Linked DNA regions of Mus musculus: regions 2, 3, 4, 5, 6 and 7 are each linked to region 1. Evidence: chromatin contacts called from public Hi-C, HiChIP or PLAC-seq and promoter capture Hi-C data. All regions are on one chromosome and are shown on one strand. Each heading gives the region's core, a stretch centred on a gene start, on an enhancer-like site or on the middle of the called end of the contact. The rest is flanking DNA. Distances are from core to core; before and after follow the strand shown.

Region 1 (3,203 bases), core at 255-2,754:
ATAGCTGAAGGTAAAGTTTAAGCCAGAGGTCAAATGTTATGTCTTGGGTAATTTAGTAACAAATCTAAGTGCAAAAGAAGTTACTGTCTGGGTGCTTGGTATTGTAAATAGAACTAATGTAGCATTAGATTTTACCTGACTGCAACAGAAAACTCCATAATAGACTTTGTTTTTTCTGCACATGCACTTTGGTATGTTGAATAACTGATCCTTCTGGTCTGAGAGAGTGCTGTAGGAGGTAACGTAACTATGTCAGCTGCATATATGATCCAATAGCAATCAACTGTTTTTTTGACCTGGCTTCCCAAATATGGTAGATACCTAGCTCATGGTTCCTTGCTGGTGCTGAACAAGATGAAATCCTAGGTGAGTTTGAAGTCCCAGCTGCCTCTTAGGTTTGACAAAGTGCTCCTTTGCAAGGAATTTAGACTGGCATCCTTTCTAGGAGGGGAAGGGAGAACTCCTGTTTGGAATTTTGGTCCTTAGAACCATTTAGTTGGGTTTTGTTTGCATCATCTGAAGGTGCTTTCGTTTCCTAATTGGCAGAGTTAAGGTAGGACCCATCTATCTCCTCTATTAGTTGATGTGAAGTTACTGTGATGTAAAAACATGTTCATACCAAGGTGAGAAATTAAAATAAGGAGACTTTTTTTTTAATAAAAAGAGCACATAGAATAGAAATATTGGTGATGATAAAAATACCTTCTTAAAATGCATATCCAGACTTAATTTCAGAGTGAGTGTTAGTTTGCATTTGCATTTAAACTGTGATATAGGACCGACAAAATATTAACCCATATAAGGAGACGCCTTCTTTCAAGATTACAAATTATCATAATGGCTAAACCCTTGACTTGGATAAAACATAGTTTGTTAACTGAAGCTCAGCTCCTAGGTGTCACCGAACGAACGCCTAACTCATAGATTCTGAATTAAGGTTGTGAGTTTTTAAAAGGATAAGTTGCAAAGCAAGTTCCAGACTAAACGAATCTCTTCTCAAGACCCATTTAAAAATGTTAATGGTGAAATATTATCTGGGTCCTAGCCAAAGAACTGAAGCCTTTGGCCTCCTAGCAACCCTTGCAGAATCCTCCGCCAGGCTTTCATTGTTAAGCTGCTAATAGCTAACACGTTTGCCCATTCTCCCTCTACTTCATAGAAACAGCTTTTTTTTTTTAAATCTTCTCCAGACCTGTAAGTAGGTAGGTACTTTAGGAAAAAGTGTTAAAAGTATCCGTTCTCCTAAGTTTCAGGTCCTCAAAAAAAATTTTAAAAAAAGTATTGAAAAAGTGTAAAAGATAACATGCAACTACTCCCCAAAGATCTTAATTGGGAGCTACTGGCGCGGGAGGATGTGTGTGTGTTGACAGAGGTTCCCACAAGTTCTTCCCCCACAGCTGTTTATTCAGATATCATGGGGCGCGTCATTTACATAATAAATTTTTTTTTAAAGCAGCGAGGTTGAGTCAGACCAAGCTCTGCTCCTCTCAATTGTTGCATTTAAACCAATAAGGTTAGGACAAGAGACTAGCTGTGGTTTGCGTTGCAAAAACAAAACAAAACAAAAAGCCCCGAGGCTTCGTGGGCAGACCTACAAGGCTGCGCAAACAAATCGGGGGATGAGATTTTGCTGTTTCTTTGTCTAGGCGTCTCAGATGCTATCTGCCGCTGCCGTTCGCTGGGGCGCAAAGCCGTTCCCAAACAGACCGCGGCGAGCTGATGGCTCCGAGCTTGCGGCGAGGTAGCGAGTGTGCAGGGCCACTTCCGACTGGAAGCCTTCCTGTGGCGGTGCGCGGTGGCGGGGTCCTTCCTGGGGAAGGCGATCGCGCTCAGTCGCTCCACAGCCCGAGCCTGCAGCAGCGCCCGGGCGCAGTCCCCGGGAGCCGGGCAATCCCCGGCCTCTGCGCTCCGCTGCCAGCCGCGTCACAGCGCCTCTGAGAGCTCCCGGGTCCCCGTGTTCCTGCACAGCAGCCAAACTATGTCAGGAATGGAGGTCTGCTAACACAGAAAACTCCAAGGAGCACACTAAACCGGTGGAGGCAGCAGATGTGAGCGCTGTAAGTACAAGCTGGTGTTTGAAAAACTGTAATGACCAAGTACTACTTACTGTCTGGTGGGCAAAGCCCGAGATAACTGGAGAGCCTTTATTAGGGTTTTGGTTTGTTTTCAAAGAAAAAAAGCACTGTGGCTTGGGGAAAACAATAACACTGTTTCTGGGACTTTAGAAGCCGCTGGGTTCCGTCGTAAAATTGTAATCTTTACCCTCCAAATGATCGGAGCCATTAGGATCATTAAAGGATCATTGCAAATTAACTACTTTTGTTCTGATTTTTATAGATAAGTAGAACACTAGGTAATATTCTCAGACGGGGGAATTATTTCATATCTTTTCTTAATTGCTGCACTAGCCCCAGAATATTGAGTGGTATTGAACAGGGTTATATCCATACATAGATGTATAGGTACGAAAGGTATACTTAGTGGTATTTATTACACAGATCACTTTTTCTACGGCTAGGTTGATAAATGAGGAAAGGTTTACAACGGAAAACTCAGCAGATGAACAACGAGCTGATAACTATGTTTTCAAGAAGGACACCTTTTTGTTCCAAAGCAAATTTATCAAAGACTTTACTAAGCAGGCTCATCTTCAGTATTCGATACAATAAGCCTTTGGTCCCTTAAAGTATTTGTCCCTCTCTGGCCCTTTTTGTGATTTGAATGCACTTGGAAGCTAAACTCCAGATTTTGAAACTTTTGAATATTCGTGTAAAGCACGGCCCTTCAAAATCAGTATTTGAATTGCTAACAACTCATAGGCTTACACTCTTGGGAGGAATTTTGAAGACATTTAAGCATAACGTTTGCAATAATTCAATACATTATGAACTGTCATTGAGTTTAGACAAGTGTTTTTAAGTTTCATTTCTTAAGATGGCCAGGGGTATAGAAACTTGTTAGCTGGGAATCATGGTGTGTAGCTGTATAGGTTTGAAGTTGTCTTTCTAATGTCTTTCAGAGAAGGTTTTATTTTATGCTTGTGAGAGTCTTTCCCCCGCTCTGTTTAGAGTTTGGGGACATGCACACAGGAATAGTCATGCCTTCATATGATCAAACATTTAATATTTGACTTTCTCGATGCTTGAGTTCTCCTAAGGCCCAAAGTGTTTAGTAAGTAAGCAAGCAGCTGTGGATTTTCAGCC
Region 2 (3,168 bases), core at 244-2,743, 330 kb after region 1:
TGTTTTGTTTTTTGACTTAGCAGAATCCAGCATGCAGACATCCACTGTTGAAAAAGCCAGTCTCTGAAATGAACTCAAACCAATAATAAATCCCTTTTTTCTCTCTGACTCTCTATCTCTTGTCTTTCTGACTCTCAGTCTGTTTCTTTTTTATTTATTTATTTACATCTTAAAATGTAAATAAATAGCCCCAGTACCTCCTCACAGACTTCTTTCCCCATCCCCCATCCCCCATCCCCCATCCCCTAACCCTTACATTTCTGAGAGGGTACCCCCACACACACACAGGCATCCTCCCACCCTGGAGCATCAAGGCTCTACAGGATTGGGCCCATCCTCTTCCACTGAGGCAGACAAGGCAGCCCTCTGCTACATATGTGCCAGGGACCTCAAACCAGCCTGTGTAAGCTCTTTGGTTGGTGGATCAGTCTCTGGGAGCTCCCATGGGTCCAGGTTAGTTGACACTGTTGGTTTTCCTACAGGGTTGCCATCTCTTTCAGCTCCTTCAATTCTCCGCCTAACCTTTATCCAATGCTTGGCTGTGAGGATCTGCATCTGTCTCAATCAGCTTAGAAAACTCTAACACAAGCTTTCTCATTGGTTTGGGATGGTTCCACTGGGGTCTATAGCTCAGCCTCTAAGAAAAAGAAGCCTGCCATCCTAGTTTTATTCCTGTTGCTGTGATAAAATAGCCTGACAAAAAGCAACTCGAGGGAGAAAAGGTTTATCTTTCTTACAATTCAAAGTCCCAGCCCATTATCATGGGGGAAGTCAAGAGAAGAACTTGATGTAGTTCGTCACATCCACATTCAAGAGCAAGGAGAAAATGAATGAACACATGCCTAGTTGTGTTCAGCTGCTTCGGTACACTTACATAGGCCAGGACCCAACTCAGGAAACGCTGTCACTCACAAAGGGCATTTTTCCACCTCTACTAACACAATTAAAGCAACTCACTGCAACTGTCCCCACAGACTGCTGTGCTACAGACAATCCATCATTGAGACTCTTCTCAGGTGATTCTATTTTGTGTCAAGCTGACAATTAAAACTAGCCATAACAGGTCCTACTAGTATTTGGACTGAAACATTTCACAAAGTTTTGGACAGAAACAGTTTGGCCCTCAATCTAGCAATGTTCAAAAGTTTTCAGGAAGAGGTTGGTTCATGATGGCTCTGACCTTTTATATGGGTTCATAATTTGATGGACTGTGGTTGGGATAGCTCAGATGCTTATATAGCAAGCATGAGACCCTGGTGTAGATCATCAGAACAAGAACATGGCTGAACTGTTGATTAGTGAACGGTGTATGCTATAGCTGGAGGAGACTAGGAGGAAGAAGCGGGTCCAGAGATGAGCCCATGACGAGATAACCTTGTCCCCTGTGAGCCATCTGACTCTCCCTGACAAGAAATTCTACCTTACTACAGGCCCATAGCAATGAAGGCAGCCAACCAGGAACAGAAACCATGAGCCACAATAAGTATTTCCTCTTTTAAGCTGTTTTTCTCAAGTACTCTGTCAGAGTAATGGGGAATAACTGAAACAGGTTTACAGAAAACAACAATGGACAATGCGCACACAGAGAGCAGCTCTGCCAGGCCTTCGTTCCCCTCCCTTTCTGTTCCTCAGAATGATTCGCTCCTTCTCAGGAGGCTTCCTGGACTTCTTTCAAACACTCTCCCCCCACCAACCTCACCCCACACATGTGTATCACACGCTTTTCAGATATGCTCAAATTTCAGAGTCTATAGCATGAGTTCCCATGGAGAGACAGAAATGTAAAACTCACACTTTCTTCATAAATTACTTTAACATAGTTTTTAGAAATAGAAGAGCATTTGCTTCTTAAAAATTCTATTTGTTCCTCTTTCTCCCCTCTAGTGTATAACTCATTTTTATTTCTGTTATCCTTACCCAAACTAAGAAGTTTGATTGCTATTCTATATCCTATAAATAAATTCAATCTACAAATTTTCAGCCTACAGAATTTTTTAAATTGGTCCCCTACAAGCACAGCTTTCTTTCATCAGTTGATAAAATGTACAGGGTACACTAATTTGCAAGAATAATACAATTGTGGAGAAAAGTTACTGAAATCCATGCCAACTTATTTCAACTATTAATGTCAAGAATAATTTGTGTCATGAAGCTTTTATTCATAGGAAGACATAGGAGGCAATGATGTCAGACCCTTGCAGTAGTGGGAGTGCATGCTAATACATTCTAGAACATCTTATTAAACCGTTTCCTTCAAATTTAGCCTTTTAAAGCATAAACAGTTATACTATATTGAGCTACAACCACGAATCAAGATAAAACACCTTAAAGAGAGTAAGAGAGCTCCTTTAACAACTTTAGTGGTTTCTAGGAGTGACTCACACCTTGCTTTCTCAGAAACTTTGTATTTCAAGGCACTCCAGTGACTTTTCCAGTTGTCACTCCCAGTTGTCTCTCCCAGCACCTATGACAGCTTCTCAGAATTGTTCTCATCACAGGGGTTATTTTGTGCTTCTTCTCCCAAGCAAAGAGCTGCCACCAACTGAATGGTCTCAACAAACTCAGAACAATCTGGCCAAGGTCAGTTTAGAAATCACTTTAGAGAGAAGGAATTCTTTTGAGTAGATTTAATATGCTTTGTATCAGCCTCAGCACATATAGGACAGATTAGAGACCTATGCGCATGGAACATGCATGACAAATTTCAAATAAATAATCCCTGTCGGCATAAGCACACTACCATAGCTCCAACAATCTTTTCCACTCATTCCCAATGAGTTGTTCCATGAATTCATGAATTCTGATGAATCTTTTCAACTTGAATTTTGCAGTTTTTCTTCTTACACATGCTAATATTCATGGAACCTGATAAAGTTTTGTTTAACCTCAAGTCATTTTAAAGTAATTATATCTTCTTAGTCTTCAAGAGTCCATTTTGCTGTCAAAAGATAACAGCAAATGTCAAAATCAAACATGTCATGTATAAACATCAGTACATATTAAAGGAAAATGAGAAATCCGAGGGACTTTCGACACCTCATCATGAGATACTTCCCTTTGAGACACCAGGACAGAGAAGCAAGAGAAGATCATTACACAAGAAGTCAGCAAAGGGTGGCACCGAGGTTATAACCAGAGCTGCAGGTTCTATGTTTGTCTGCTTTGTGG
Region 3 (3,156 bases), core at 532-3,031, 450 kb after region 1:
CTCTTCTTTGGAAAGCTGTTCCCAAATACCCCTGCCTAGTTTCCAATCCCCCAGGAGGCGCTCAGAAGCCCGCGAAGCCCTCCTGTCTGTTTTCCAATTCTTAACAATTTTAGAGCTGATCGTCTCTCTTTCCTACTACATTTGTAAGATGTAAAGAGCAAGAGCTGGAGATCAGCTCACTTACTGTTATATCTTAAACATTAGCCAGTGTATTACAGGTGGTTTATAAGTAGGTAACAGAAGGAACAAATGAACAGAAGAATGCAGGAAGTCAGGACTCGACCCACCTGCCTGTGCCCATCTCAAAGCATGTTTACTCGGCCATTCTGCTGAAATAAAAAGGACCAGGATAGAAGCAGCAAGCCAGAGCGCCGTGAGATCGCAGGACCTTGCTCACATCATATAAGCATCATCTGAAAATGAGGATGATTTATACCCCTGTCAGAATTTGATATGCTGATCCAGAGAAATACCTAGCCTGGCCTTTAGGAAGCACTCGAATAACAGTAAGCAAAATTTACATCTTGATCTGATATATCCAAAACAGGTGGTAGAACCCGAGTTGAGAGTCTCCGTTTCTCTTTCTTCTCCAATCTGTGTTCATGTGTGTGCTCGTGTGTGTGCTCGTGTGTGTGTGTGTGTGTGTGTGTGTGTGTGTGTGTGGTGTGTGTGTGTGTGTGTGTGTGTGTGTGTGTGTGTGTGTGTGTGTATGTGTGTGTGTGTGTGTGTGTGTGTGTGTCTGTCTGTCTGTCTGTCTGCCTACCTGGCACCCTCCCTAACCACTCGACATTGATTGTGTCCTTGTTGTTGCCAGCATCCCACTTTCTCAAGGTCTGCAAACATGCACACAGGCGCGCGCACACACACACACACACACACACACACACACACACTGTAGCATGGTAATCCTGATGAATTCCAGATCCTTGCACTGTTAGTGATTTAACAGAAGCCTACAGAAGCATACTAAGTCTTCACTTAATTTTAAGGTACTTTTAAAGGTGTTTTAAACTTTTATCTACACATAGCTATGAATTTCTCAACCTATCCAGCTTTTAAGACAAACTAATAGGAATGACAAAGAATGTATCGTTTTGAAAACTGAACTTTGCTAGGTAGTAATGTAGAAATTTGGTGCCTGGGGTTTCTGAATGCATGAAAAATCCATTAGAAAGAGAGCTCAGAAGAGCCTTCAGCTGTAAGGTAAAAGCATATAAAAGTATTTGAATTTTTTTGCTTATTTGTTTCGTTTTTCAAATGGATAAACACACAGGGAGGCGATTCTTTTTAACCTTAACCCAAAGGAGATAATGTGCCAGCTTGTCCCTGTTTGGGGAGCCTTCTAACAACAAACTTGATCATTTCAGGGACAAATTGTGAAGATTCAGTACAAGTTTCTTGATTGCAATAGCAACTGGTCACAAGCAGCCTCCACTTAAAGCCAGGGACCTTTGTAGTTGCTGTGCCAGGAGGCCATAAACATATGTATCTTTGGAAAACGCTCATGTGTTTTCAACTTCCTGAAGAATTCTTGTAAAATATAACCGAACCACATGACCCTTTGTCCTGGACTTTTATTCCACTAATGGACAAATTGGGAGGAGGCTGAGAACAAATGTGCTTTTAATTACCCAGATGCCTTTTTAATAGAACCTTGGATTAGTCTTTAGCCACTAAACATTGTCCAGAAATTTCTTAATAATGTTGGTGTGCAAAGCATTCCTTCCAGGAGAATAAAGATCTCATTGCCTGGCAGGCCAGAGTTCTGTCAGGCTATTCAGGAGACGACAGACAAAGAGCGGGTATTGTATAGACCGGAAGAATGACAGGCTGCATCTGAGCTGCCGGTTCTTCCAGTAGTGGCAGATTTTCTAAGTCAGTGCAGATCCTCACAAAACTGGGTGGTCAGCTTTGGAGAAAGGTAACAGTGGGGCTATTGATTCTGGGTGGGAGCAACCTAATTCTGAACTAACTTGAATTGATTCAGTACAACAGAATGCCTTGGTATCGGATTAAAATTAGGATTAATATGTCAAATGTTAGGTCAGGATGTTAAACCCCAGTGCTGAACAATCTACATGAAGAAAGTCAAAATTGATGCAGGCAGCTTTTAACTAGAAGATAATTTGTTGAGTGGTTCTAGAAAAATGAACTTAAACTTCACTGGTGATATAGGTAACGTGTCTGTGGGTGCATGTATGTTTGTGTATGTGTATGAGAGTGTAATGACTGTATGCATGAATAACTGTGTATCTTTGTGTCTGTGTGTATATATGTTTGCATGCATGCATGCATGCATGAGACAGACAGAGAGACAGATTTTCGTCTGGCATAGCTGGGAGACAGTCTGGCTCACTATTTGTCCTTACTTTTATAAAATTGCCTTGCCAGAGGCCAAATCTGTTGCTCAAGTTTTCCAAGGAGTCAGCAATTAACTCTCCCCAGACTCCTCAGATGCACTCTCAGTCGCTCATGCAGGATGCACACTACCATTTCCAATATGTTCTTCTGACTCCAAAACAATGGATTCATGTTTAGGGAAACAGAACACAAAAACAAGCTTAACATTAAGAAACATCCACACGGCTATGTCTTAGAGAAGAACACAGGACATCAGGTCAAATGTCCTGACACAAAGAGGAAAGAGAACACAGGAGTGAGGGGGGAAGGTAATTTGAAAACAAGAAAAAGAAAATGACATTTTATTGGAATGTGTCTTTTCCTTCATGTTTTGAGGTCACTTTGATATTTTCCTCTTTTTATATAGCTTGTCTTAAAAGAACGAAGAGATAAAGGGTCAACATGCCCCTTTTATAGCCAGCACAGTCAAGGGAACTTTTTTTTACTTAAAGCAATGAGGTTTTTAGTACCCAGTTCCTGGCAGTTAATAAAATATACTTCTCACTCTTCCTGTTGGATTTTTCTCTATCAGCCGTGTCTGGTCTCTGTAGAATAGAACATTTAATCTATTTAGGAGTGCTGCAGCCTGTAAGCTTCCAGGTGCTTTGGCGTAGGCAGAATGTATTTGCAGGTCTTTAGATCCCTAGTCATAAACAACCTCTGACTGATGGTGTCCGGTTGAGGCTTAGCCTGCCCAAAGCCCTTTGCTGCCACCTGTCTAGATTTCTAACACCTGTATGCTGGCCTCTAGTAGCA
Region 4 (3,096 bases), core at 353-2,852, 370 kb after region 1:
ATGTGTGAAGGTCAGAGGATAACCCAGGGGACATCTGGTTTAGTGACACGCACCTTAGCCCTTAGCCAAACTCGACACATGGAATTTCAGGTCAAAACCTATTTTACTTCAGCCCATGATGCCTTTCTATGTGGAAGAAGGAGTGAAAGCTATTGAAGAGTGTTTTAATGTAAAAGATCAATTACTTAGAACATGGAACACATGTAAGCCTTTGTCTGAAAGGTACCTGACACATCCTCTACATGGAATCTAGTTCAGCTAACATGACTTAACAGCTAGCACTAGTACTTCATCCCTATGTTTAGAATTTACTGCTCAGTGTGCGAGGAGGGCCAGACACAGAAGTATCCATATGACAAGAAGAAGGTATGTCTTCCTCCTCCGAAACACCTCACTGTGTAGCTCTGTTTGGCCTGGAACTCACAGAAATCCACCTGCCTCTGCCTCCCAAGTGCTGGAATTAAAGGTACGTGCCAACACACTGTTTTGTTTTGTTGTTTTGTTGTAGTATGGCTTGGCTTTGGTTTCAGTTTTGATTTTGGTTTGGAGGAGTTTGTGTTTGGTTTTGTTTATTTGTCTTTGTTTTTGATTTTTGTTGTTTTGAGACAGGGTTTCTTTACACAGCTCTGGCTGTCCTGGAGCTCACTCTGTAGACAAAGCTGGCCCAAAATTCAGAGATTCGCCTGCCTCTGCTTCCTGAGTGCTAGATTTAAAAGCATGTGCCACCACTGCTCCAGCTCACTCCATTCTTTTTTTGATTTAGCCAACTGTGTTAATAAGAGGTAACTATTGCTTCATACAAGAAGAAGGCAAAGATGTAATAATTGGTCATTATCATCAGTATTATATAATATTTATTAAATCATAAAAATTCCAATTTCATCCAAAGAGAATCAAGAGTCACCTGTCAGTTGATAGAAAACAATGTTATAGTACATACTAATATATTTAGAAATTAAATTCTTTAAAATAGCATTTGGGAATCATTAAAGATGTGGTGTCCCCATCTTCTTTACTTCTAATGGCAGGAGGGATGCCTCTCCCTCTGTGTCTCTATACGGCTCCTGGCCTAGATGTTCAAGGAGACTGACAGTTCCATCACTAGAGTCTCACCTGCAAGAACATGAAGCACAGGCTTACTGTCAGGCTTTATCCACCCCATGCTTCAGACTGAAATGTTTTACATTTTGTATTTCTCACATTTTGTGAAATTTTTGCGAGTGGAATACTGGAGCTCAAGGCCACCGTCTACACTTCGAAGCAGCTTCTCTTAGGTGCTTCTTCCTTTGACTGTGAGTACAAGACATTTCTTGCCATACACAGCTCTTACAGTGGATGTAGGAATCATACATTGAGAAAAAAAAAAAAAGGTACGAGAAAATGCACTGGGGACCAGAAGGACTGAATGGTGCTAGGAGACTCTATCCACACTCTAAAAGCAAAGTCCCTCTTCTCTTTGCAAAGATCGAGGAGCCTTAAGAAGATTCTTCTGCTGGGTATTTGTCAGTGTTTCAAGAATGCAACAGTCCTGGGGATGCCATGCACACAGTCTGCCTGCCAACACTTTCAAGTCTAAAGAAAGGGTACAAATGGAGTCCTGGCGGGATTCCAGGCCTGAGTCCTATAGAAGTAAAAATGGGTTCTATTCATGATGATTTATGCATATCCAAGAGATCCCATTCATTTCCTTATAAGAGGGGTTAATCGTAGGCTATTAAAGATACAGAGCAACCTGGTAGCCTCCCTCACTCTGCAATGAGGCTGAAGAGAGTTCCACAAAGTCCCATTTGGCAATGTTGATTTAACACCTCATAAAAAGCCCAGGTCTTTAGAGGAGCACGCTGCCTCTCAGACTGGGGACAGAGTGAGAAGAATTTAAAATAGGTCAATTAGCCAACATTGTTTTAACTCTAAAAGCTTGTCCAGAGCACAATATAACAGACTTTTAGATGTTCAAAGAGAGCTAAGAGGTCCTTGCCAGCACATCCAGACAACTGGGTTCCATCAAAACTGCGTTTTGCCTCTACATGTCTTTTAATCTTTTACAAAATTGATATTCAATTGTTGTTGTTTTTTTAAATAAAGCTTGACGATATAACTACCTTTGTTCTATTAGTAACATTATATTTTCAAAATAGTTCTCTATGAGTAAGTAAGACAATGCTAAAATACCATTTAGATTCCAGAAAGAGCCTGAGACACAGTATTAGATTTTTTTTTATATTAAATCTTCTACATTGCAATACACTTCCTAAAAAATCAAAGAAAAAACCTGAGAGTTTCATTATATTAATAACAAAGACCCTTCCTGACTGTAGTTGACAAACTGAATATTTGCCTCAAATCTATTCCCTTCAAAGTGCTTTCAAGGATCCATCTGAATAAAATAGCTGAAATATTTGTTCCTTTTAATCTTTTATCCAACACTTCATGATTACAAGGAATAGTAAATATACCAAAGTAACAGAATACTATGAATTAGTAGCAAGGCCTTTTTTTTTTTTTTTTTAATTTAAGGAACACTTTTATATTTCCCAGTTCTTAGAACCAAAGACCAAGTCTCTCATCACAGCTCCTGGAACGGTAAGTGCCCATCTCTCCTGCCACAGGAAAGCTGTCTGAGATTCTGGAGACCAACGGGAAGAGAACAGACTGGAGGGAAGGATTACACAAGACGCCTTGTCTGTGTGGCCAGGGGAATATGGGCTAATGGAAACCATCAGGGCCATGCTTGCCCAGAAATAGGCTGGCTCTTCAAAGCTCTCATAAATCCTTCAAATTCTTCTCTGTCCCCCTTCCCTTGTCCCACATCTCCAGAGCATGTCCTTCACCTGGAAACTGAAAGAGCTCTTCTCTACTCCATGAATACTTAGCTACATAGTGTTAGCTACATTAATAGTCGCATTTCTTAGATGTCTTCTTCTTATTTGTACTATGTGAGTTAATAAATTATAGCTACATATATGCACAGGGTATGGAGTGCTGTCTTCAATTAAATATACAGTATGAAATGATTAAATCAAGTCAGCTAACATATCCATTTATAAAAAATGCATTTATAAAAAATCATTTTTCACAATGAGATATTTGAAATTT
Region 5 (3,181 bases), core at 304-2,803, 470 kb after region 1:
CACCAAACTCCAAGTCTGCCAATCAATGCCTTCTTCCTGGATTTCCCAGCATCCCAGACTGTGAGAAACAAGCTTATATTACATCAGACAGCACAGTCTTGGGTGAGAGAGAGAGAAATATACCAATATCCACAGATTTACAAGTCCCTCAGATAATGTATAGTATTCATATACAACCTCCTCAGGTCTCTCAGACAGTTTAAACCATATCTAAATTATTTACATTTATTATTATTATGTTATATGTATTACTATAAAGACTGACGTATGTGGATCACATGTGGACAGACAGTCTAGACTAAATGCAATGTGAACACTATAAAATCATTGCTACATTGTGTTGTTTAGACCCTAGACTTTAGGGAATAATAATAAGGAAAAAATGTTGTCTTAGGGTTTGTATTCCTGCGCAAAACATGACTAACAAGCAAGTCGGGGAGGAAAGGGTTTATTCAGCTTATACTTCCACATTGCTGTTCATCACGAAAGAAAGTCAGACCTGTTACTCACACAGGGCAGGAACTTGGAGGCAGGAGCTGATGCAGAGGCCATGGAGGGATGCTGCTTATTAAATTGCTTTCCCAGGCTTGCTCGGCCTGCTTTTTTTATAGAACCCAGGACTACCAGCCCAGGGATGGCATCACCCACAATGGGCCCTCCCTCCTTGATCACTAATTGAGAAAATGCCTCACAGCTGGATCTCATGGAGACATTTCCTCAAGAGAGGCTCCTTTCTCTGTGACAACTCCAGCTTATATCAAGTTAAAACACAAAACCAGCCAGTACAGCTGTGTCTCTGTGTTCAGCACACAGGTAAGTTTGTTCCAAATACTTTAATACATAGTTGCTTGAAGCTGCAGATGGTACCCACTGTTTGTGAGTGTATAAAGTTCTGAAAATTGGCATAGCACTCTAACCCTACACTTAATAACAATAACAGTTCTTGCAGGTCCATATCTACCACTGTATTGAAGAACCCTGAGTTTCAGATAGTCACAGACTAATAATGGTTAAGTGTTTATTCCCTGTGTGCTACTCTGGGCCTACCTCAAAGCCACTTATTAAAATGTATGTATTTAGGAATCTATGTGTTGAAGAAAATAACTATCTTTGGCTGGCTTAATAGGTGCCTCAGGAAAGAATTATTCATATGTTAAATCTGTTTGGAAAAGCTGGGTAGTAATTAGAAAGAGGGTTTAATATGGAATTTCATAGAGCTTTTAATATGTGGATATAATAAATCCACAGGAAGATTGGTCTCTTATGCATGTGTAATATTTGTGTGGTGATCATTACCATCTTAGAGACATGCGCACTCAGCAGAATATAACTGGAGGAATACTGTTTAGAAGCCTCAATCCTATAATAACAGTTTGTGAGGCATCATACATTGCTCTGTCCATCAGTCTCTGAAGCTGGTGTCTCTGAACGTTTCTCTGACCATTTCATTAGATTCCTGTGGTGAGTTTCCACATGCCGTTAAGTCAGAGCCATGCGCTTCTTCCCCTTTCACAGACGCTCCAGCTCTGTGCCACATGCCGACAGCGAGTGTTTCACGATTCCCCTGACAGCTTCCTCTGCTTCTCTGACCACTGCTTTCTCCGTTTCCTTCTCAGTGTTACACTTGTCTCGCCCTTTGCTCCACTCATCCCTTCCTGTAACTCTTAGTATACATTACCCGTACTTTCTGTGTTCCCTACTGGGGGTTTCTGGTTCTTCAGGATTGAGTCTAAGGTTTTTGTGAACAGCCTACTTCTAGTAGCTTCAGGGCTTTTATCAAGAAGAAATGTTGAGAGGAGAGATGGCTCAGTGTTTAAGAGCACTGGCTGCTCTTCCAGAGGACCCAGGTTCAACTCCCAACACCCATATAATGGCTCTCAAATATCTGTAACTCCAGTTCCAGGGAATATAACGCCCTCTTCTGGTTTCCTCAGGCACTGCGTGCATCTGACATACATGCAGGCAAAACACTCATACACATAAACTAAAGGGTAAGAAAGAAAGAAAGAAAGAAAGAAAGAAAGAAAGAAAGGAAAAGAAAAGATGTTGAATTTTTCAAAGGCATTTCTGTGTCTATTGAGAAAATCATATGCCTTCTGTCTTTAAGCCTATTTCTATCATATTACTTATCGATTTTCATATGTTGAGCAAAACTTGCCTCTCTGGGATGAAACCAACTTGATTGTGGAATATGAGCTTAACATGTTTCAGAATGTGGCTTAAAATTTTTATTGAGAACTTTTTGGTCCATGTTTATCAGAGAAATGCTCTATCTTCTTTTTTGCTCTCTTGTTTCCTTCTCTAGTTTTGGTATTAGGATAATTTTGCCTAATAGAACAAATTTGATTCTATTTTATTTCTTATTTTATTTCTTCCCTTTCCATTTTGCAAACCAGCTTAAGGAATATTGGTGTTAGCTCCTCCTTAAAGGTTTAGTAGGACTCAGCGGTAAATCCATGTGGCCCTGAATTTTTTTTCTTTGTTGGGAGATGTTTATATTACTGTTTCAATACTATTAATTGCTATGGATCTGCTAAAGTTGCTTATATCTTCTTGATATATCTAAGCTAGGTCATATGTTCCTAGAAATTTTTCAATTTCTTCTAGATTTTACTGTTTCTAAGAATGCATATGTTCAAAGTTTGATTCCCTAATTCCCCTGGAACTCATTAAAAATTTTTGCTACATATACCCCGCCCCCAATTTTATTTATTTGAGTCTTTACTTCTTTTGGTGAGTGTAGAGATGGGTTTGCCTATCTTAGCTATTATTTAAGAGGAGCTGCTTTCTGTTGGCTTGTTTCTGTGCAGTGTTCTCTCAGTCTCTACTTAGTTGCTGTCTGACCCTTGCAATCCTCACCACACTCCACCCTTGCACGTGGCCAGTTCATGCCTGAGTGATATCGTTAGCTTATTTATGGGATATTTGTTTGGTTGGTTGTTGTTTGTGTGTGTTAGTCAATGTAATCACTCACAGATGCAAACTTTCTTCTTAGAGATGCCTTAGCTGTACCTCAAAGATTCAGCTGAGTTGGTAGTCAACCTTTATGTTATTCTAGGCCAAGGCTCAGTTCTCCCTATTTCTTCTATGACCCACTGATCATTAAAGAGTCTATCTTTCAGAGTCCAATCATTTGTCCCATTTCTGTATATCTCTTGAAATTAATTTCTAGTTTATACTG
Region 6 (2,976 bases), core at 436-2,935, 300 kb after region 1:
GTGTGTGTCTGTATTCTTGTGTTACTTTTTTGTGTGTACATGTGGTGTAAGTGCATGCATATTTTCATGTGTGCTGCTCTGCACATACATGCTGTGAAACCTAGAGGTTGATGTGGCATGTCTCCCACAATCACTTTACACTTTTATTGAAAATAGTTATTTTTCATGTAATATATTCTGAGACAGTTTTCTATCACCCAGCTCCTCCCAGATCCTCCCCCATATCCCCTCCCATTCAAATTCAGACCCCTTATTTCTCTAGAAAACAAACAGGCCAAGCATTTAAAGAATAGTTTTAGAAGATAAAATAAAAATAAAACAAAAACAAGCAGGTCAAAATAGAATTAATATTTTAAGACCAGGAGTCTCCCCATGTTGCCCAGCCTGGGGAACAGTGGCTATTAGCAGGCATCATCCAACCACTGCTCAGCCTGAGAATTGTGATCTGCTCCATTTCTGACTATCAGTTCATCCTTCCTTAGGGAAGTGGTTGTTCCCCTCTTTCCTGGAGATTGCCATCCATATTCATGACAAACTTAGTGTGTCAATCTGACCTGCATGGTGCACTATACGCCTAGAACTTCTGCATGGAGAGCAGTAACACACCATAAGCACATAGCAAGCAAGCACATAGACACCAGGTCAGACAGAGGTTGACTCAGAAAACTAGTGTGACATGGATTCTGGGATGACAGCCTGGGTTGGAATTTTATTACTACACTTAACTATGAGTGGACGTTTTTTAGGGGGAAACTCTCACTGTCCTGTGGTCTCAGGAGACCGGTCACGCATGACCTTAGAGAATAGCTTGCAAAAAGCTGAGAGGCAAAACCAACCTAATGGGAGTGGGATATGCAGCATCTGTATTCCAAATATACTTTGCTTTGACCAATTTTGATTAAACATCCTGTTTTCTAAGATGATTTCATGCAGCTAAAATAGAAAGACAGCAGTTGACCATGTCAATGATGATCTGTGTTCTGTGTATCTACATATCATCTACATATGTCTGTCTGTCTGTCTGTGTAGCTATATATAAATATATATATATATATATAACAAGACTATTATCTTACAGTTTGCCTGGTAAGAATGACACTGGGGTACGTTTGGTGTCTTCTCTGGAAAAGAACATGGCCATCCTGCTTCGGCAGTCTTACAAGGCCCTGCCTGTAGCAAAGGGACCTTCTGGGAATGAGAGATAGGCCACCGAAGTGACATGCTGTGACCAGTCTGCTCTCACATGACCTCAGGAAACCCTTCAAGGAGAATCACTGCAAACCCTGAGCTAGAGGGTAGGATCAGATGAACCATCTGCTTGCTTTGTAGATTGACATCAAAGGGGGATAGGCGGGACAGAGAGGCTCTCCCCTGTGCCTCTTTGCACCCTGATAGACTTCTGTGGGAATTAGGAAGAAAATGTCCCTTACACAATGTACTTCCCCCACCCCCAATTTCTGTACCAAAAGATTTTTTTTTCACATGACATTTTTGTATTTGTTATAGAAATTTCCATTAGGATCCATTCTAGTAACCACAAGTAAGACTTGCATTTTGGGTTTGGAGTCACTCATGTGGGCAAACCCCAGCGTTTGTACAAGCAAAAGTGAGGGTAGTAAGGAATTCGGTCTCATTCCACTAATGGTGGAAAAACCCAGCTCATGAGATCAACATCCGCATAGTGGCGTCAGCCTGCCATTGTAGCCTCAGGCAGACAGCCAAGAGCAGGTGTCTTTCCTTCAAAAGCCTGTTAGTGCATTCCATGGACAGAATTGGACCATTTACAAATTATTCCAGGGAACGGAATTATTTCTCAAATTACCCACATATGAGAGATGGCTCCAAACTGGGCCGTGGCCCCATGGGCTGACTGCCACCACAACACTTCGCTACTAAGTCCGAAAATGAGAATGTGCTATTAGCGGGAGAAGAATTCTCTAACTGCAAAACGATTTTTCTCTCAAAAGAGAAATAATACCCATATTTAAAAGAAATCATTCAACTGTCCCTGGGCCCTGATTAATCTTTCTATAACCATATAATGATTTACCTTTTTATCAACTATGACCTAAGGAATATTTTCACATCTGTGGACAATCTGTGGAACACTGTGGTCTCTAAGATTTAATTTTAGAGATTCATTTTAAGAGTTCTTTTGCTCCATGGGGGTCACTGATTCGAATCTACAGTTGCTCTCAGGGTTCCCGTACACGAGGCATCCTTCAAATGGGACCTCAGCAAGTAGCCAGGTCTGCCCTGTTCTCCAGCCAGGAAATGGCCATTCCAAACTTTCACTCTGAGTCTTTTCAAACATATACTTTCAAATAAATATTTTCCTCGTCAAGAAAGAATGTCAGTGTTTGCCAAGGAAGGCGTCTTTGTTTTCTGCATGTGACATTTTTGAAGAAGCAGAGGATCCAAGCTTACCACAAGTGTATCTTTTGAAAGCTGGACACACTATAATTATGCATGACTTATGGAGTGCATTAGGCAACAGTGTGCGTAAGCAAACAAAGGGGCCCTTGGCTCTGTGACTCAGGATCTCATGGGCAAGACCACAAGTTCCAAATAGGTAGTAAGCACTTTGAAGATAGTAAAAAAGCAGAGTGCTGTTTTCAAGTTAGTTGAGCAACTCTTAGACTTGTAAGAAAATGAAATTTATATCATATATACGCTTGCCTCTCAGAAGGACTTTTCTGAATGAGCGCCTGTACCATGGCTCCGAGGTATATCACTGCAAAGTCTGCCTGTTTTCATGGAGGTTCTGACCTTCTGGGTCCTTTTCCTGCCTCTGCCTCTTATAAAATAGGAGTTATTGCTTTATGACCAGCAGTAGTATGTGTTTCGAGGTCCTCAGCTAAAATCATACTCCCAAGTACCAGTATTTGCACATGTTGGCATTCAAAGTCATTGCAGCCAAGCCAGGTTGAAAATAACCAAAGGTAGGAAGTATGGATATCTTGAATTAATAATTGT
Region 7 (3,225 bases), core at 333-2,832, 330 kb before region 1:
TAAAGATGGGTTTGTTCTGGCTGCTGTATCAATGGGATGACATGCTCATCTGACATTTCCTTAAGGAAGCAGAGCCTTTCTAAGAACAAGAGTAAAAGTTTCTCTCCCATGGGAGGTACTGTGCCCCAGTTTATGCAAGCATGAAAGAGAAGATAATAACAATAAATAGTGATTATAAATTTTAAGCGACACACAAATACACAGGACATGAAATACGTAAGCAATCAATAGATTACTAGATGGACTAAAGAGACTAATCTCATCAAAGCCCCAAATGTTTTGTAAAAATGGGCCTCCTATTCCAACCTGGTTTTGAACTTGCTTTGTAATGGAGGAGGTTTTAGATTCCTGAGGATCTTGCCTCCACTTCCTGACTGTTGGAAGTGACCCAGAAGAAAGGTGATGAGCTTAGATAATAGCAAAGAGGATCTCTATCTTCTTCAAGTCACATGGGACAGGTCACAGGCCACTCCAGGTGATATGTCTACTTTGGCATCCTCCAGTCAGACCCATCTGGTGGTTCCTAGTTCCTATCTATGAGTTTGTTGTTTTGACTCCATAGGTTGACAACAGAGCTACTGGCACCGCCACTATCACAAACAGCTCTGTGCTTTACTCTCTTCAGGCACTGAGATTTGTAGATCTCAGACAGTAGGAAGATAAAGGGCTGAGAAGTGACACAGGGGGCGTGCTGTGGAAGAACAATGGAAAGACTGTGGGTGCCTGAAGATCATCTTCTATACTTTTCCCTTTCAGAAACCATGCAATAGCAGCTGAGCAAAGAGGAGTTGGCTTGAGGACAGCAGTTCACTTGCTCCTTCATATATGTCCCTGGCCAAGTACAGACTAGATGTACTGGGAGAAGTTAGCACAAGGAAAGTAAGACAAAGGTAAATAAAGTAGTTGATGTAACATGTATTTGTTTGTCTGTCTATCATCTGTCTGTCTATCATCTATCCACCCATCTGTCATCTATCTAATTATATTTTGAGTATCTGTATCTATTGTTTTGACTCCCAAGCATGTCACTAATCCCCAGTCCAATATTTCTAACTATGTAGCATTGTTAAAGAATCTAATCTACATAAAATTAATCTGCAGTTGGTATGTAAGGTAGAAGAAAGTGCTTGGTCGTGCCTGTATACTTAACTCCTGGGTAAGAAGCTGCCTGGCCTTTGAGATAATGATGTCATGCTGGGTGAGGGAGCATCCTGCCTTTGTGATACAGAAACAGACTCTGGGGAGAGCAACTGGACAGCACAGACAGGTACAGAGAAAGATTTAGAATGAGCTTAGGAAGGACCAGGAATTCCCTAGGCTGGTCCTCTCTACTGCCTGGCTAAAATCTGGTCTGGATTTTAAATATCGTTTTTTTGCTTATTCACAGAAAGGGTCAGCTACAGTGTCTACATATTGAAGGTGACTGTATCCTCTATGTTCAGCTCCTTCAACCTGGGATGAAAGTTAAGAAAAGACTCTTTAACCACAAATTGAATTTATGAAAGTGGCTCTCGCCACTCTCACAACCTTGTCCCCTTCTCTGACTGTCTGAGCTTCACAGGCCCTGTAGAAACTTGCCACTAAACTAATCACTGGGTGGCACCCAAGAGCCAGAAAAAAAGGACAGCTCAAATTGCAGGCCCTCAAGAATTCACATATTTTAACAATTTCCTCCATCCCCAGTGAAATTATGCTAATATTTTAGTTGAGTTTCCTCAAGTCTGGAACTCAAATTAAGTCTGTCTGTTTCATTTTTATGATAGTGCTTGAAATCACTTGCAGACAAGGGGTTGTTGGGCTATGAGATTTATAGCAGCATTGCCACGAAGGTCAAACGCATCCTGAGGAAGAGGAAAGCAATCTGTAGAACCAGTGTTTTCACTGCAATAAACTTTATAGCAGCATTAAGGGAGTAGTTACAAATCAGCCGGACGGTGTTGATTTCATTGAGAATAAGTGTATTTACACTTGTAAGCCTCCTCTTCATAATATTCTCAATGTTTTACACAATGGGGTTAGTGAAGGTTGGATCTGGGCATATTTCACCACTGACAAAATTTGTTTTTCTTTTTCCCACCCATCCTTGTTGCCTTTCAGAAAATGGGTTTACACTGCCTCTATAGGGGCTGGTCAAGTCAAGACTGAGAAATGTTCTGACATTTGCAAAGAAGTCAAAGATAATATAGAAATGAAAATTAAATGTATTTACTCTATTTATGTGGTTAAAGATGAGAGAAATCTAAAGGAATAAAAGTGCTCAGAATACTTTTTTAAAGTACCCTTTAGATTAGTAATTTCTTCTTGTTGTAGCTAGTTTTGCAGTATTTAAATTTTCAATGAATTTTTTTGCTTATATTATTTAAATTGCTGGTTTGGTTTCCTCATTTAAAAGGGCAAGGCAGGGGCAAGCAATGTGGCTCCTTGATGGAGCAGGTGACATACTCAAGTTCCCAGGTTCAATCCCCAGTTCAGGAAGCAGGTAATTAGACAGAAAATAAATACATTTTAAGAAGCGGCAAGGTATTCCTCATCCTTTATTAGACCTAATATAAAATGTTTATGCTAAACATTGTCTTCATTAGTATCATGCACTGTTACTCTTATAACTAATCCAAGGAAAGTGTATAGCTATGTGATTTGATTTACAGGGACAGTTGTTTTGCCTGTTGTTTATTTCCTTATGTATCCTGCCTCTTGTCCACTAGGTTTTAAACACCAGGAAGTCAGGGACCTTGTCTCATTCCCAATTACATACCCAGGGTACGCGATGACTGATGCTGGGTCCTGTAAGTTATTTTCTGAACACATTAGTGAATCTTTCTACCATTTGTAGAATTCTTTTACTTACAGGGAATTGTTTCTCACCTTATGTTCTGTCAATACCAAGTAAATGTTTTCTGCTTCTATGAAATAGGTTCTAGAACCTTCCCTTTCAATCTATTTTTGTTCTCTAACAACTGCTTTGTCTCCAACAGATATGGAGAAGATGTCAGTGTCCATGCCCCAACAAATGAGAGGGTATACCCTGCTTACGAGCCAGCAGAATGGTCTGACAGGAAAGCTTAAGACCCTGCCTGGAAGTCTTCTTTCTGAACCAGAGCACAGGAGCCTTTTTGTCAACCAGGAAGTTGCAGGGCTTTGTTGTGGGTATATTGTCTTTCTCCATGATTGCCTTGTGTGTATATGTTCTTGTTTAAGTAGCCTTCAACCTCTATCTCTACAGAG

Evidence for each region. Promoter capture Hi-C pulls out the DNA fragments that hold promoters and counts their contacts. HiChIP or PLAC-seq counts read pairs in DNA pulled down with a chosen protein or histone mark. Hi-C and Micro-C count contacts between places; a contact is called where the count stands out from the background.
Region 2: a RAD21 HiChIP or PLAC-seq map of pro-B cells shows a contact between it and region 1, with 2.5 times the contacts expected there. The contact joins the enhancer-like site here to the promoter of Eya1 in region 1. A contact is called at or near these places in 7 of 39 promoter capture datasets (3T3-L1-derived adipocytes, the C10 cell line, cranial neural crest and 3 more), 1 of 15 datasets of contacts at CTCF or cohesin (pro-B cells), 1 of 115 datasets of contacts at active chromatin or transcription factors (large pre-B cells) and 3 of 9 other capture datasets (embryonic stem cells, liver and pancreatic islet).
Region 3: a contact with region 1 is called in a promoter capture Hi-C map of neural stem cells. The contact joins the enhancer-like site here to the promoter of Eya1 in region 1. A contact is called at or near these places in 10 of 39 promoter capture datasets (3T3-L1-derived adipocytes, the C10 cell line, the HPC-7 cell line and 6 more), 3 of 484 Hi-C or Micro-C datasets (cortical neurons, pre-B cells and uterus), 3 of 115 datasets of contacts at active chromatin or transcription factors (bone marrow-derived macrophages, craniofacial prominence and embryonic hindbrain) and 3 of 9 other capture datasets (embryonic stem cells, macrophages and pancreatic islet).
Region 4: a contact with region 1 is called in an H3K4me3 HiChIP or PLAC-seq map of neural progenitor cells, with 12 read pairs. The contact joins the enhancer-like site here to the promoter of Eya1 in region 1. A contact is called at or near these places in 6 of 39 promoter capture datasets (3T3-L1-derived adipocytes, the C10 cell line, the HPC-7 cell line and 3 more), 1 of 15 datasets of contacts at CTCF or cohesin (pro-B cells) and 4 of 115 datasets of contacts at active chromatin or transcription factors (astrocytes, embryonic limb bud, neural progenitor cells and 1 more).
Region 5: an H3K27ac HiChIP or PLAC-seq map of acute myeloid leukemia shows a contact between it and region 1, with 5 times the contacts expected there. The contact joins the enhancer-like site here to the promoter of Eya1 in region 1. A contact is called at or near these places in 15 of 39 promoter capture datasets (the 3T3-L1 cell line, 3T3-L1-derived adipocytes, the C10 cell line and 10 more), 1 of 484 Hi-C or Micro-C datasets (embryonic stem cells), 5 of 115 datasets of contacts at active chromatin or transcription factors (the NIH/3T3 cell line, acute myeloid leukemia, craniofacial prominence and 2 more) and 4 of 9 other capture datasets (adipose tissue, embryonic stem cells, liver and 1 more).
Region 6: a contact with region 1 is called in a Hi-C map of muscle stem cells, with 2.8 times the contacts expected there. The contact joins the enhancer-like site here to the promoter of Eya1 in region 1. A contact is called at or near these places in 5 of 39 promoter capture datasets (the C10 cell line, hippocampal neurons, neural stem cells and 1 more), 6 of 484 Hi-C or Micro-C datasets (the MC3T3-E1 cell line, muscle stem cells, myocytes and 2 more), 1 of 115 datasets of contacts at active chromatin or transcription factors (astrocytes) and 1 of 9 other capture datasets (adipose tissue).
Region 7: a Hi-C map of nephron progenitors shows a contact between it and region 1, with 4 times the contacts expected there. The contact joins the enhancer-like site here to the promoter of Eya1 in region 1. A contact is called at or near these places in 13 of 39 promoter capture datasets (the 3T3-L1 cell line, 3T3-L1-derived adipocytes, the C10 cell line and 7 more), 1 of 15 datasets of contacts at CTCF or cohesin (pro-B cells), 21 of 484 Hi-C or Micro-C datasets (the 3T3-L1 cell line, 3T3-L1-derived adipocytes, the C2C12 cell line and 14 more), 4 of 115 datasets of contacts at active chromatin or transcription factors (craniofacial prominence, embryonic stem cells, oligodendrocyte precursor cells and 1 more) and 2 of 9 other capture datasets (adipose tissue and embryonic stem cells).

What each region holds. Positions count from the first base shown.
Region 1 is chr1:14,308,500-14,311,702 of GRCm38.p6, reverse strand. It overlaps Eya1 (EYA transcriptional coactivator and phosphatase 1), which reads left to right and starts at 1,504. Exons shown (of 18, transcript NM_001310459.1): 1 at 1,504-2,057.
Region 2 is chr1:13,978,771-13,981,938 of GRCm38.p6, reverse strand. No RefSeq gene overlaps it. Among named protein-coding and RNA genes, the nearest start is that of Gm39596, 62 kb to the left of the region's middle. Within about 2 kb of position 1,493, at least 35 of the 459 cell types and tissues checked have an H3K27ac peak or open chromatin away from gene starts, as enhancers often do. A contact at or near this core is called in pro-B cells, where this site is marked.
Region 3 is chr1:13,859,881-13,863,036 of GRCm38.p6, reverse strand. The region is part of intron 1 of Gm31195 (a long non-coding RNA gene); the gene reads right to left. Among named protein-coding and RNA genes, the nearest start is that of Gm31195, 15 kb to the right of the region's middle. Within about 2 kb of position 1,781, at least 19 of the 459 cell types and tissues checked have an H3K27ac peak or open chromatin away from gene starts, as enhancers often do. A contact at or near this core is called in neural stem cells, where this site is marked.
Region 4 is chr1:13,934,802-13,937,897 of GRCm38.p6, reverse strand. No RefSeq gene overlaps it. Among named protein-coding and RNA genes, the nearest start is that of Gm31195, 90 kb to the right of the region's middle. Within about 2 kb of position 1,602, at least 23 of the 459 cell types and tissues checked have an H3K27ac peak or open chromatin away from gene starts, as enhancers often do. A contact at or near this core is called in embryonic limb bud, neural progenitor cells and stem cell-derived neural progenitor cells, where this site is marked.
Region 5 is chr1:13,838,558-13,841,738 of GRCm38.p6, reverse strand. No RefSeq gene overlaps it. Among named protein-coding and RNA genes, the nearest start is that of Gm31195, 6.4 kb to the left of the region's middle. Within about 2 kb of position 1,553, at least 24 of the 459 cell types and tissues checked have an H3K27ac peak or open chromatin away from gene starts, as enhancers often do. A contact at or near this core is called in acute myeloid leukemia, where this site is marked.
Region 6 is chr1:14,010,455-14,013,430 of GRCm38.p6, reverse strand. No RefSeq gene overlaps it. Among named protein-coding and RNA genes, the nearest start is that of Gm39596, 30 kb to the left of the region's middle. Within about 2 kb of position 1,685, at least 24 of the 459 cell types and tissues checked have an H3K27ac peak or open chromatin away from gene starts, as enhancers often do. A contact at or near this core is called in muscle stem cells, myocytes and neural stem cells, where this site is marked.
Region 7 is chr1:14,634,433-14,637,657 of GRCm38.p6, reverse strand. No RefSeq gene overlaps it. Among named protein-coding and RNA genes, the nearest start is that of Msc, 120 kb to the left of the region's middle. Within about 2 kb of position 1,582, at least 8 of the 459 cell types and tissues checked have an H3K27ac peak or open chromatin away from gene starts, as enhancers often do. A contact at or near this core is called in embryonic limb bud and nephron progenitors, where this site is marked.